2 separate regions of the Mus musculus genome follow, and region 2 is linked to region 1. The links are chromatin contacts, called in public Micro-C maps. All regions are on one chromosome and are shown on one strand. The core of a region is the stretch at or near the end of the contact, and the rest is flanking DNA. Distances in the headings are between cores, read along the strand shown.

Evidence for each region. Hi-C and Micro-C count contacts between places; a contact is called where the count stands out from the background.
Region 2: a Micro-C map of granulosa cells shows a contact between it and region 1, with 1.6 times the contacts expected there. The contact joins two enhancer-like sites. A contact is called at or near these places in 4 of 484 Hi-C or Micro-C datasets (granulosa cells, nephron progenitors, pancreatic cancer cells and 1 more).

Annotation. Positions count from the first base shown.
Region 1 is chr3:145,196,697-145,201,566 of GRCm38.p6, forward strand. No RefSeq gene overlaps it. Among named protein-coding and RNA genes, the nearest start is that of Odf2l, 81 kb to the left of the region's middle. Within about 2 kb of position 1,560, at least 19 of the 459 cell types and tissues checked have an H3K27ac peak or open chromatin away from gene starts, as enhancers often do. A contact at or near this core is called in granulosa cells and pancreatic cancer cells, where this site is marked.
Region 2 is chr3:145,265,829-145,270,141 of GRCm38.p6, forward strand. No RefSeq gene overlaps it. Among named protein-coding and RNA genes, the nearest start is that of Col24a1, 24 kb to the right of the region's middle. Within about 2 kb of position 2,448, at least 35 of the 459 cell types and tissues checked have an H3K27ac peak or open chromatin away from gene starts, as enhancers often do. A contact at or near this core is called in granulosa cells and pancreatic cancer cells, where this site is marked.

The DNA.
Region 1 (4,870 bases), core at 310-2,809:
CACCTGACCTTGGAAACTCTTCTAAAGGAAAGTCTTTAACTGGGACTTGTTCACAGGTTCAAAGGTTTAGTGTATTGTCATCATGGCGGGGAGCATGGTAGCACAGGGGAGACATGGTGCTGGAGAAGGAACTGAGAGTTCTATTAAGCAGGATTTGTAGGCTCAGGAAGAGAGGGACACATACTTGGCCTGGCTTTAGCATTTGAAACCCCAAAGCCCACGCCCAGTGACATACCTCCTCCAACAAGGCCACACCTCCTCCAGCAAGGCCACACCTACTTACTCCAGCAAAGCTACACATTGTAATCCCTGTCAAATAGTGCCTCTCACTAATGACCTTATTGAAATCTATATCTGTGGTGGCCATCCCTATTCAAAGCACCACATTCAGCTGCTGTATGCTCAAACAGTATGTTTGCCACCTGTAAAAATCACTAATTATACATGTCTATGATAATTATACATATACTAATTAGCCTTATACGCATGGTATTTACTTATACCATGCTTCTCACCTCAATCAAATACACAGCCATCACCCTGAATAGTTTCGTCCTGTGCCCTGTTAGGGATCGAGTGGCCTGCTTCCTGGCATCCCAGAGTTGTCTGTTCTTGAATTTTGCATGCATGGGATCAATAGTACATATTCATTATGCCGGGCTTCTTGGACACAATACACTCTTGAGATTATCCATATTGTGACATAGCTCAGTGCTTCACTCTACTGTATTGCCAAGTAGTTTCCCGGTGTTGGTCCGGACACACTGTGGTTATTCTAGTTACCTGTTAAAGATCTGGGATGCTCCCACTTTTGATGTGTTATAAATGTAGCTGTAAGGAGTATTGATCCTTTGTAAACATCTTTTTTTCATGTCTGGCTTCTACTTTCTTCTGAGTTATTTGAGCATTCTTTTTAAGATATTTAAAGTTAAATAATTTCAATCATTTTTAATGAAAGTGTTATTTTAATAACACATTTAATAAAAGCTTACAATAATAAAGTAATGCCTGGAAATTTTCTGCTCTCTATATTAATGTTTTTTGTTTGGGGCCCTTTTTGGTAGCCAACTATATAATCAAATATACTCAAAAGAATAATATGTTCTGTTTCTGTAAGATGCATATTTATAATATATTCATTTCTACATAAATATAATTATATAATTTACATAAATTATATAAGTTTTATATAAATGCATTTATTTTAATATTTAAATATCCTTGTCTTCTAATAGTTAATTTGGTACTAATATTACATGGCACAAGAAATCTTTGTGAACTATATATTCTATCATTCCATAAGCCCCTTTCCCTTAAATTCTTATATAGTCTAATAGTAATATTATTAATATTATTTTTGCATATATTTTGGTTTATGCTAAATGAAAAATTATTTTTGTGTTTATATATTGTTCCCTTTAAGGGTGTTCCTTATTGGAAACACTGAGCAGCTAGGAAAAGCTGTATCTTTTCAGAAGAAGCCACTGGCATGCACTGTCTAATATTTGTGGTCAGCCATGCTGGCTGTGGTCTGTCCCAGGCTTGCATCAAGGGCAGGCTTTTGCAGAAGCTGGTCCATTTGCATTTTTCTGAGTCATACAGAATGACTGACTATTTATCCTCTGGAGAATGCAGAATCGTAGACTCATTCTATGGAATTATCCGTGTGCTCTGCAGACCCTCTTGTGGAAGAAGTCAGGGCCTGGGGATTTCTGGCAAGGTCAACATCTTCACATGTATTAAAAATTCACATTTCAGGTCTGTTTCTTATAGGGTAGCTTATTTATATGATACAATACTTTGATCCTTTTATTAATTCAACTAACTACAATCTTTAGTCAAGTTAACGTCTCTGGAACTTTGGTTTCTATCTTGAAAGTGGTGATATATTTTTGCTTAAGAACTTCGTTATACTGAACATCTGACAGTATCCGGAGAATGTGAAGTCCATGTTTTCTCCTCACCCCGCAGGGACATTTGATTGATCAGTAGCAGGAAGTCTGTTTATAGACAAAGAGAGTCTTCAGATGTCTTGGTAACCAACTAGCTTATCATAGAATTGTTTTGGTATGATACCATCACCATAATGACCATAAGACATCTGCTGTTTTAATAAGGACACTACTGCAAACACTGTATTTCATAAAATGGCCCCTTGTGCAGTTTTCTGCTCTCCTTTGAACTGGATTCACTTTCACTGGTCCCTGACCTAAGAACATCCCATAATTCCTTCAGACTTCAGAGCAGTCAAAGAGGGAGAATGCCAACCGCTTTTTCTTAGCTCTTCTTACATATTAGTTCATAGTTTGCACAATGCTCTTTCAATCACTTATGTTCTAATGTAAAATAGAATCATTTTCTCCTCACTACAGTTCTTAAAAGCCATTTTCCAGGAGTTATTTTGCCAAGCAGCATTATTTAAGATAGTTAATAATAAAATAACAAACTAACATTTGGGTAGGACTCTGAATCTGTACACACGAAATAAAAAAGGGCAAGCTCTTCAGTAAAATGGACTTTCTCGTAGACACTATGTTTTGGATATTAAATTCACTGTCGCTGAGCTAAACTGTTGCTTGCTTCTTTTGTTTTGCTTTTGCTTTGTTTTAGGGCAATCATTAGGATTTTAAATAAAAGTTACCATTTTAAATTTAAAAAAAAAAACATCACTTTTAAGGACTCACCCTGAAGGAGCAAACACAAACTAAGGCAAATAGCACTAGGCCAAATTAAAAGCATGCGGGAATACCGAGTTACATGGAATTCCCTTAACTGAGTGACTTAAACAAAAATCATTAGCTTCTCTTTTTCTTTCCAAATTAAACAACCTCTGCATATAAATCACACTATATAACGTGTGATTTCAAAGTATAAACAGAATTTTGATTTGCTTACACTCATAGCTACCCTCAGTGTTGGGGATACACTTTCATTTGGAGGTTGAAAACTGAGACCTGGTGGAAGGGATAAGTATTGGAATCAGGGTCCTGACAGCAAATGATGCCTGATCTTCCACTGAGAAAATAAATGCAAAGGTACATGCGTTACTGTCTAAGTTAAAGGTCACCCTTGCTGCATGCTGTGCCACTAAAGGGAAGCAGCAGCCACAGGGCCTACTTTGGACAGTAAGCCAACACAATGTGGCAACTTAGTGCCAGTAAAGGACAAGGCAAGCCGTTGACTGACCCAGGACTCTGCAGGCCTGCGGGTGTTGTTTTAAATGCACAGGCAATGCCAAAAACGAGTTGAGTTTCTATGAGATGCTTATGCCCACACAGCTGTCTGGCTCTTCTTTCTTTCACTTCAAAGAACTTTTTAATGCAAAATATGTCTGAAGTTCATATTCACCTCAGTGCCCGGAGGAAGGCAAGCCATAAAGCCTATTCTATAGATGACATGAGCCCAGTGCCAGGCACAATGAGGTGCTCTGAAATGGGATCAATTCAACTATGGAAGAACATAGTCACTGTAGCAGTGGAGTGGGCCTTTAGATCCAGGGCAAGAGGGAGATTTTCTGTTAGATACTAGAATTGGTTTTGGCAACTGACTTCTCAGAGTAGAGATGAAATCCGTCTGTCTGTCTGTCTGTCTGGGCTTTACAGACAGGCTTACAGGGATGCCAGCCAGTTACCTCTCCACACTTCAGTCTCTTCAGCATTCATGAAGACCCGTGTGGTCCTCTCTGACTCCCGCTACATCAGCTCCCCACGACTCACGGTTTCCTCTCTGTCATCACTCAGTCCAGCCTTTCTCCCACATTCACTGCCATTGTCTGAGTCCAAGGGGCCAGGTCCTTCCCTTCCTCTATCCCCTTCTCCCTCCAACCCAGGCTCTATCTTGTTTCCCATGGCTGTGTCAGACACTCCCTTCCTGTCTCTCTGGAACATCCATCTCCTCTCCCTCCTGACCTTTCAGGGCTCTCTGGTCCGTTCTTACATTCTCTACTCTTTCCTCAAAACTGTCACCATTCCCACGGCTTCAACTCCCACATGGAAATTTACTCCCTCCCACCTCAGAGAGGACTCAAAATGTAAACCCAAGTTCTCTGTTGGCATCCCCACTTGACACGTCAGTGGCACCTCAGGCTCTCCTGTACAAGTGAAAGCCATCATCCCACCACAGCCTGCTCCTTTGCCAGCAGTTGCTTAATCCAGAATCTTATAACTTTTCCAGAGTGCCCCATAGTGTTGTGAATAACTGAAAACAATTACTGTGTATTATAATCATCCCTTTTCCCCCTTTCTGTCTTCCTCATGAAGCCTTATCACATTGCCCATAAGCCAAGCACATGATGTTACAGGAGACATCATGGAATCCAGAAGTGTTGTACTGTATAATGCTCAAAAAAGTTGGGCTATATTTAGTCTGAATTAAAAAACTAAAGTCACTTGTTTAAAATATGAAGTCCCCAATTCTGTCCAGTTGCCTGCAAACTTCACAATGTCTTTGTTTTTAATAGCTGAGTATTATTCCATTGTGTAAATGTTCCATATTTTCTTATCCATTCTTCTGTTGAGGGACATCTAGGTTATTTCCAGTTTCTGGCTACTATGAATAAGTTGCTATGAACATAGTTGAATAATTGTCCTTGTCGTGTCATGGAACATCTTTTGGGTATATGCTCAGGAGTTGTATAGCTGGGTTTTGCTGTAGATTGGTTCTCATTTTCTGAATAGCTGCCATACTGCCACACAGCAACAGAGTAATGTCCTTTTTGCTCCACATCCTCGAGAGCATTTGCTGTCACTTGAGTTTTTGATCTCAGTCATTCTGGTTAGTGTAAGATGGAACCTCAGAATTGTTTTGATTTGCACTTTCCTGATGACTAAGGGCCTTGAACATTTCTTTAAGAGTTACTTGGCCATTAGAG
Region 2 (4,313 bases), core at 1,198-3,697, 70 kb after region 1:
GTCACTTGATCTTTGACAAGGGAGCTAAAATCATCCAGTGGAAAAAAGACACCATTTTCAACAAATGGTGCTGGCACAACTGGCGGTTATCATGTAGAAGAATTCGAATTGATCCATCCTTATCTCCTTGTACTAAGGTCAAATCTAAGTGGATCAAGGAACTCCACATAAAACCAGAGACAATGAAACTTATATAAGAAAAAGTGGGAAAAAGCCTTGAAGATATAGGCACAGGGGAAAATTCCTGAATAGAACAGCAATGACTTGTGCTGTAAGATCGAGAATAGACAAATGGGACCTCATAAAATTGCAAAGCTTCTGTAAGGCAAAAGACACTGTCAATAAGACAAAAAGGCCACCAACAGATTGGGAAAGGATCTTTACCTATCCTAAATCAGATAGGGAACTAATATCCAATATATATAAAGAACTCAAGAAGGTAGACTCTAGAAAATCAAATAACCCCATTAAAAATAGGGCTCAGAGCTAAACAAAGAATTCTCACCTGAGGAATACTGAATGGCTGAGAAGCACCTGAAAAAATGTTCATTGTGTTGTCATGAAAGCCTCCTGAAACTTGCACCACTGTTGGAACATGAAATTTAGGGTGACCCAATCCTGTGTCCCCAGCTCTGGTCACTCATCTTTGGCTCCAGAGTAAGCTGTCTCTTCTTTCCTTTGAGATGAGAACTGTATTTTGGCACCGAGTCTCACAGCACAAAGAATATTGAGTGTGGTGAGTGCAGAACAAAGTTCTAATGTTTGTGGAGACTTCACTGCCTTTTCACACGTAGGCTTGCTTGATGTTTGCTATGCCTATGTTGTTATAGGTATTATCATATATACCTATGTTATTATTTCACTCCACTTCAGAGAAGGAAAGGGAGGGCCAGGTATTTCCCTGTCTAGAGAGGAAAACTAAGACCAGAATCTAGATCACCATTACATACAGAAGCAAAAACAAACACAGAAACAAACACAAACACACAGAGAGAATGGTGACTGAGAGTAGAGTAGCCCTGTGTGTGGATTCCTCAGGAAAGCGTGCAGCTGTGTGTTCTGCATGTCATGGTGGGACCTTTTATCTTTTCATACTTGGTATCTGAGAACAAGAGATGTAATAAGGCAAAATTCTCCCAGGAACATGCTGGAATGTCATGGAAACAAAAAGGATCCTATATCCAGGGACTTTTCTAGAGATCCCCAACTCAGAACAAACAACAAACAAGTAGATATGCTGGGTTTTGGTTTCAAGAACCTTTGGTCTGCCCCCTGCTTTAGAAGCGCCTGTATGGTATGAGGAAGGTCCTATTCGTTTTGTCATTAGTTCTAATGAGTCACACTCATCAAAGTGCTATTCTTACTCTTCTTGTTTTTAATAGTCGTCAAAGATAAAGCAGGATTTGTGGCTGGTATTTTTTACACCAGAGTATTTGGTTGCCTTGGTATCACACGCAATGAATACATATAGTGACCTCAGGTAATAATGAAGAAGTTTCCACATGCCAGAAAAGGGAAAAAAAAACAACTTTTTTTTTTCTGAAACCAGAGCACCTTTAGTGTATTTTCTAGGCCATAATAATGGCAGTTGCTAACAGATATGGAAGGCCTTTAGTCTTCTTGGTGGAAAAAAATTTTACATGAATTTTCAGGTCCTCAAAAGTTCTTGGGAGATGTTCCAGCTGGTAGCTCAGGGAAGCAAGGCTCACTTCCTGTGAAGAAACAGACTAAATATTCCAGCCTTCTCTGTAGCATCCACCACAACTACTTGGCTATGTGGTTATCATGCAAAAATCTTTGTAGACATTGTATTCCAATAAAGCTTTTTATTAAAATGTGCGTGGGTTGCATTTGGCTCAAACAAAGCGCTTTGCCAAATCCTGGTCTAGAGCAGAAGTTTAATAAGTGTGACCCCTAGATAGACTAGTAGCCTCACTAGGGACCTTACTACCAATGCTTATCTGGCATTCCCACCCCACAACAGAATCCACATACAAGGGCGCTGTTTCTGGTGTGTATGTGTGTGTGTGTGCATATGTGTTTTAATATTTTGTTATGTGAGAGCCTACACCACAGACATGGACAGTGCAATCCAAGAACAGCTTGCAGGAGCTCTCCTTTCTCTTTGCACCATATGGATCTCAGGAGTCCATTCAGGTTGTCTGGATCAACAGCAAGTGCCTTTACTTTCTGAGCCATCATCCTGCTGGCCTTGTTTCTGTTTTCATTTTTAGTCATTTTTTTTTGAGATTATAATACAATTCTGTCATTTCCCCCTTCCTTTCCCCCCTCTCCAAACTCTTTAGTATACCCTGTCCTTGTGCATGTGTTTCTAAATACAGAAATACTGCTCATTTCATAATGTTGCTTATACGTGTGCTCTCAGCGCTGAGCATTTGGTATTGCGTAACAGTTGGTATGGCATCCTCTGTTTCTGTTTAAACAAGGCCTGTAGATGATGTCTGACTCACGCCTGGGAACTGTTGATCTAATAAGACAGAACCGAAGTTCACTGAGTATCTGCTCTGAATCAGCTGCGTCTAGTACCTTTTCTCATCGAATTATTAAAACTCTTTCAACTTGATGTTTTCCTTGTTTCACAACTGGGGCCACTAAATCTCAGAGGGGTTAAATGACCTGTCAAGGACAAAACTCCTGTAGGCCATGGAGATGTGTTTTAAACCTTGGCTGCCTGACTCTAGAACATACATCAGCTAAAGTATGCCACAAAGAGTCTTGGATGTCCATTTATCTTCCTCCCCAGCTGCTGGCTTTTCAGTGGGAGGAATTAAGGACTGGGTAGATTGGACAGATTTGCTTCAGACCCCTAATTCTTTCTCTTAATGCAGTGATTTCCCCTATGCACCACAGCAGAACTGCAAAGTCAACAGAAACTTTCCAGGGTTGGGGCAGAAAATGATCCTAGCCAAATAGGCCCTTCACAGCACTGTCTGGCCCATTGGACATCTCCCCATCAAGAAATAAACTAATTCCACAACGGTTGAGGCAGGTCCTGGATTGTCCCCGTTACTGAACCAGAGCTCACATCTGAGCACACCGCAGTCACTTCACCCAGCCTTCCCCAGTTCCAGGAAACAAAGGCAGTCAGGTGATCTTAAGTGTGTTTTAACAATTCAACCTGGAGTGCCAAAAGACATTTGCTGAACTTCTATTAATACAATTACTGTCTACTTTGTATATATTAGCTTCCAAAATGTTTTTAAAAACAAGCCAGGTTAGACCTATCCTATTATCCAAGGGAGAGAAATAAAAGGTAAAATTATTGTAACTGAATTTGTAAAAGTACTATACAATTATCTGAGCTCTATAACTTACAAGCTCTCTCTTCTCCCCTGTTCTAAGTGCCCCAATCCTAGATGCCCTGCTACTTGATAGGTTTAATGTGTGTTCATAATTTTGAGGCACACCTCCTGTGCCTTTCCCTCCTAAGTAGAAATAGAATCCCCCAAGAACACTGTGTGCTTTCTGTTGTAAAAGCTTGTGTTTATATTTCGATTTTACTTCCAAATGAGATGTGTTTCTGTAAAATGCAAGTAAAATTAACTCCAGAAATGTGAACAAAAACAATGAAATAAGAGTGGATTTAACACTTCATAATTTGACATTTGGAAGCACAATGCAAGGTCAATTCCACTAGGCTGCCTCTTCATCCCTTACTTCCGGTGTTTTCCCACTTCTAAGTCCCACCCAGAGACCCATAAAAGCATTATTCTCTTCCATGCAATAGTTTCATGCACAATGTTCAAAAAACGTAGTCTCCTGGAGAGGATTATCCAGAAGTTCCACTGTGTTCAAATGTAACTCATGCCCCTCCCCATCATCATGTCGCTGAGACAGAGCCCCACTCGAGAAACGCCTCTCATTCTTCCACGTTTTAGAAACATTGCCCTCCTCCAACAAAGCTTCAGTGGGAACTGAAGTGTCACAATCCTGCTTAAAACCATGCTACAAATCCAACTAAGGTTATTTGTAAAGGCTTCTTTTGCAATGAACTCAAAAAAAAAAAAAAAGATGAAAAAAATAGCCCCCTTCTTCATAAGTTTTGTTAGTGTCCTAGCAATGCCTTAACGGAATGCTTAAACTCTGTCACTTGAAACAGCAGAAGAACATTCCCGTGTAATTCTGGCGAGGAAACATCTGAAAGCACGTTTCTGGCAGGGCCATATTCTCTGTGCCAGCCATGGGAAAAATCCCTCCTTGTCTTATCCTCGATTCTGGTGGTTTTCAGTGTTCCTTGTCCCTCACAGATTCCCTTCTCTAAGCTCTGCCTCCATCTTCATGACGATCTTTTC